Linked DNA regions of Rattus norvegicus: region 2 is linked to region 1. Evidence: chromatin contacts called from public Hi-C data. All regions are on one chromosome and are shown on one strand. Each heading gives the region's core, a stretch centred on a gene start, on an enhancer-like site or on the middle of the called end of the contact. The rest is flanking DNA. Distances are from core to core; before and after follow the strand shown. Region 1 holds the start of Rad51 (RAD51 recombinase). Region 2 holds the start of Vps18 (VPS18 core subunit of CORVET and HOPS complexes).

Region 1 (2,700 bases), core at 129-2,628:
ACTTTGATGTAACAATAGTGTAAAGATAAAAATTTTGTCCACTTTAAAGCACCTCACAATCAAAATATATACATCAAGAATGATGGCTTTTTCATGTAACCCCAGCCATTAGGGAGCAAGTCCAATCTGGGTTACAAAGAATCAGTCTCAAAAATAAGTACCTAGGGCTGAAGAAATGGCTCAGCGGTTAAGAGCACTAATTGATCTTCTAGAGGTCTTGAGTTCAATTTCCAGCAACTTTGTGGTGGCTCACAACCATCTGTAATGGAATCTGATGACCTCTTCTGGTGTGTCTGAAGACAGCTACAGTGTGCTCATATTAAATATAAGTAATTTCCAGCTGGGCATGCAGCCACGTTGTTGAAGTGCTTGTGTGGTATGCTTACAATGCCGGGCTCAATCCCCAAAACAGTAGTAATGCATCACTCCTACAATCCCAGCACAGGAAAAAAAAAAAGGTGGGGGAAGGATTAAGGTCATTCTTGGCACTAAGAGTTTAAGGAATATTGATATCTTGTCTGAAAACACCTAGATGTATAAAGAAAAACACAAAGTTCCTGGCAAACTACACAGACCTTTACTTGATTCAATTTTGCGCCTACTCTTCTGGAGCCCCAATAACCACTACAAAGCGAGAGAGGGAAAAATACACTAGAGAGTTATTTCACTTTAGTCTTTGGTAGTTTTAATAATGTATATATTTGGATTCTATCCACCCTCCTAGACCGCCTCTCCCAACAAAGTTTTTTTCACCTCGCTGATTCCCACACTAGTTTTCTTTTTTTTTTTTTTTAAGATTTTATTTATTTGTTTATTATATAAGTACATTGTAGCTGTCTTCGGACACACCAGAAGAGGGCATCAGATCCCATTACAGATGGTTGTGAGCCACTATGTGGTTGCTGGGAATTGAACTCAGAACCTCTGGAAGAACCACTGCACCATCTCTCAAGCCCACACTAATTTTCTAGTCGCTGGCTCCGTTCGCAGGTTTTATCTTTATTCCAGCTTCTTCACGTCTGCCGCCTACAGACACCAGAACTCCCAGCTGCCAAAGAACCGCATTCTGACAAAATGGTACAACGCAAAGACCTTTCCGACCCGAGTCCACACCCGATGCGCAAGAATTTTTCAGAGGCGCTTCCGCAGTAGTGCATTATGGGTTATGTAGTCCTGGACCGATCACTTCGTCTTTGCAGACTTGTAGTCTTCAATCAGGTAACAAGAAAGGCTTGGTCAGAACAGTCCTAAAGAGGGGAAGAGTGACTTACGAAAACACTCGGCTTCAAAGCCGTCAGGCCTGTCCGTCAGCAGAAGCGGAAGTAGGTATAAGGCGGGTCGGAAAAAGGCGTGATGACGTTGCAGCGATGCGAGCGTGAGGATTTGGCGGGATTTCTGAAAGTCGCGCGCCCATCGCGTATCTGCGCCTGGGCAAAGCTGAGGCGTTCCCAGAAGTGTGGTTAGGAGAACTGAAACTTTCATAGAAGAACTGACAGGAGCTGCGAAGTGTGTTTGAGCCGTGTGACGGGAGTGAGCGTGGTGTGTGCAGAACCGACTGCCGGAAGGAGCGAGCGGCCCACGGCTGCGAGACAGGTGAGTGTGAGGCGCGGGCGGACTCCTCCCCACTGCCGCTCGGCATCTCGAGCCAACTCAAGGCCAGTGCTCCCACAGTCAGCTCCACGGGTCCCCTCTACGCCTAGAAACCGGAGAAAGGCGGAGCAAGGCGACCAACCGACCGACGCTAACTGACGCACTGAATTCGTTGTGGAGAGAACCGACCTGCACTTCAAACTTTTGTTTTAAGACCCGAGCTCACTACCTAGGCTAGGCTTGGTCGGGCTCGAACTCCCGCCTACGGCCTCCCAAATGCTGAAATTTACAAACTTTCAGGTTCATTTCTGTGGTCCGGACGCAGGAAGCTGAGATCCAGAGAAAAGTGCTCACAGCTGTTAAATAGGGCCAGAGCTAACACGTTCTTGGTTACTTTAGTGCTGTAGTGGCTGGTCTCTCTGGAGACTGAAGTAGGAGGCATAAGCAAAAGCGTAGTAAAAACTGAGAAATATAACACAAATTTCTATATAGAATCCTGGCTAGATGACTCACACCTATAGCACTTGGAAGAGGCAGGAGGATGACAGTTTCAAGACCAACCTGAGCTAGAAATGGAAGAGCTGTCTCAGAAGAAAGAAAAGTGAAGTACAGGGGCTGGACAGATGGCTCAGTCGTTAAGAGCATTTGTTGCTCTTGCAAAGAAGCTGAGTTCAGTTCCCAACATCCACATGGTGACTCACATCGAACCATAACTCCAGTTCCAGGAATCCAGTACCACCTTCTGACCTCATGTACCAAGCATGCTTGTGGTACACATAAACGTATGCAGGCAAAACACTCATGCACAAAAAAATAAATCTAAAGTGAAGTATAAAATACAAAGATCGCAAGTGTACACATGAATTATTACAAAATTAATATACCTCTATAATCACTAATAGAATGCTACCATGCTAAAAACCTCCCATTATCCTGGTTTTAGTATTTTTCCCTCACTCTGATGGCTAAACAGTGATTTCTAAAACTATTCACTAACATGGGCTACCTTTAAAAAACTGTATTTAGGCGGGGTCAGACTTTGTAACCCAGAAGCTAGTTTGAAACTCAGGATCCTACTATCTCTGCCTTGTAGGTGCTGGGACTGTGGGA
Region 2 (2,700 bases), core at 188-2,687, 180 kb after region 1:
TGTAGAAACTGAGTCATCAAAGAGTTCATTTATGCAAATGTCTAATAAATGTTTACTAGTGTTATTAGTGACTGCCCTTGAACAGGTTACTGGTATTGTCGGGACTTCCCCTGTAAGTTCCCTACAAGTGCCCTGAACTCAGTCATGTAACCTCCACCCCCTCTCACTCAGCTCCTCCTTTGTCCCTTGCATAAGTTTCAGTGACTTTACCTGCCAGGTCTCAGCTGTCCCCACTCCTCCTTCATCTGCCACATCTCACCTGTCACTAAGTCTATGATGCCTTCGTCTGAGATGTTCTCTTGTCCCCCAGCCCTCTCTCTATCTTACGGTTGGATACTTAAAGTCTGTCCTCTGCCTCAGGTCTCATGTCCCTTTCAAATACCTGCTATCTTTCTAGCATTGGATCTTATTCTCAGTTATGTCTCCCAGTGAACCATACAACAGCTTCCACAGTCTGCCCAAGGCCAGCCCCACTTTCTCTACCACCCTTCTCTTCACTCCCAAGCATCATACGGTTTATTGGTTTTTGTCCATAATTTTCCTGATGGTCATATATAATGTCCTTTTCTTTTCTTTTTCTGATACTAGGGCTTGATCCTAAGGCTTCCCACATGGTAGACAAGGAGAGTCAGCATCATTCAACTGATCAAGTGCCTGGAAGCAGCCCGTGCTTCGGTTTCCCTGGTCACCCTGTCTCTCCTCCTACACGAAGGAGCCACTATGAGGCAGCTTGCATATCCTGGCACACGGTTTAGTGTTGTTAGCTATGCTGTATTGTCAATGTCTTTCTTCCTGTTGTTTTCTGGGGGTCTCACCTGTAGCCCAATCCTTAGTAATCCTCCTGCCTCAGCCTTCCCGCTGCTGGAGATTAAATTTTGTATGGTTTTCTTTTTGTAGTGTAGGGAAAAAAATCCAAGTCTTATACCCGCTGGGCAAAGTGCTTATGCACACCTGAGCCACACTTCTGACACATTCAGCTACTTTCTCTGGAAGTTAGTGGGTCCCTGGAGTGGAAGAAGGGACGCTAAAACTGTTCCACCTGTGTTTATGAAGATGAACAGAGGCAGCAATTCGATTGAGAAACAGGAGATAGTGCAGCAGATGGAGCACAGCCGGCCTTTAAGTGACAATCTGAGGGAGTGAAGCCTGGGCTTCGGAAACCTAGGATCCACGCAAGCCTGCTACAGGACGCCGCAGGGAAGTCCTGGGCTGTCCCCTAGCGCCAATATGAGGAACTGCAGCAGGGTCGCCCGCAAGTACTCCAGCTGCTCCAGGCCCAGCGCTGGCTCCACCCACGCCGCTCCGAGTCTCCGACAACGCCTCCTTGTGGAGGCTCCAATGCCCAGGGCTCCAGTTAATACTCGCTTCTGAAACCCGGAAGCGCGTCATAAGCACGCGTCACGGGGGCGGAGTCAGCTGAGCTGCCTGGGTGAGGTTACGATCACCTGGGATCTGCTAAGGGGAGCCTGTAATCTCTTGGGACTGGAGCTGGGGTGCCAAACTGCGCCATATTCTAGTGGGGGCTCCTCGATCGTCTCTTCCTATGCAGAGAAAGCGAAAAAGGCCTCAGAGTTTTTAAAAGGTTCTCAGGATCTGTCAGACGCTGGGGGAAGCACAACTTGCAAATCCAGGACGACCGGGGTCCCAGTTGTGACCCCCAGGTCCCAGACCAAAGGTCCAGAGTTTGATAACCATGGCGTCCATACTGGATGAGTATGAGGACTCATTGTCCCGCTCGGCCGTCTTGCAGACTGGTTGCCCCAGCGTGGGCATCCCCCATTCTGGTAAGTTAGAAGAGGCTGCCTCTGCCCCCATTCTGTTATTGTAGCATTTACGGGAGAGGGACGCTCAAGAACTTGCGGCGTGTGTTTACGATCCAAGGCCCAGGCCTCTCTTGTCTTGTCCAGCTTGCAGTGGTCGAAGTTTGAAAGAGCCACAGTAGCAGCCGCGTGATCTAGGCCTAAGACTAAGGTCCTTCAAAAGAGGGAACTTGGGCTCAGATAAGGAAGTACTTGTTACAGTACTTGCCTACCGGGCTGCAGTTTGACTCTTGGGAGAACTGAAAACAGGTGCCATGCTTCTTTTCGTGTCTGCTTCTATGGGGTTTTTTTAGTTTTTGTTTTGTGTGTGTGTGCGTGTGTGTGTGTGTGTGTGTGTTTCCCCACCAGACTTCGTCTAGCAGAGAAGGCGGAATGAGCACAGAACTTGGTGGAACGTGAACGTTATGGGTGAAGGGAATTTTGTCACTGAATAGGAAAGATGGAGATGATTGGCCTGGGGTAAAGCTGGCTGTAGTTTAGAGTGTAAGAGAATAGCGTAGGGTTACCCGTACTATGATAGTATTTTATTGCAGCGGATTAGAGAAAAAGCAGCTGCAGCCTATGAACAGTAGTGATGGAACTCCCTACATGCGATGGAGACTCACTGAGCCATACTGTGTGGACAGGGAGCACGGGACAGCTTTAGTTCTCTTGTGATTGGTGGGCGCAAGAGTAAGGGTAATAAGGGAGAATGCTGAAACCATTTTCCCTGTACCGTCTCCCTCTCTCCCCCATTACCACTGGGAACATGCATATCATATCATGATACTACCTGGTCTCAGGCCCAGAGAACCAATTCCTCTCTACTGCCACAAGTGTGAGAAGAGCCCAGGACGCTTCCTATAAAGACAACCAGAAAACTCTTTCATGTTGAATTCCT

What was found. A called contact is a pair of places that touch in the nucleus more often than the background predicts.
Region 2: a contact with region 1 is called in a Hi-C map of frontal cortex, with 2.9 times the contacts expected there. The contact joins the promoter of Vps18 here to the promoter of Rad51 in region 1. A contact is called at or near these places in 4 of 12 Hi-C or Micro-C datasets (the A7r5 cell line, frontal cortex, liver and 1 more).

What each region holds. Positions count from the first base shown.
Region 1 is chr3:126,552,832-126,555,531 of GRCr8, forward strand. Rad51 (RAD51 recombinase) reads left to right here and starts at 1,379. Exons shown (of 10, transcript NM_001109204.1): 1 at 1,379-1,593.
Region 2 is chr3:126,731,839-126,734,538 of GRCr8, forward strand. Vps18 (VPS18 core subunit of CORVET and HOPS complexes) reads left to right here and starts at 1,438. Exons shown (of 5, transcript NM_001106499.2): 1 at 1,438-1,784. The coding sequence starts at 1,694.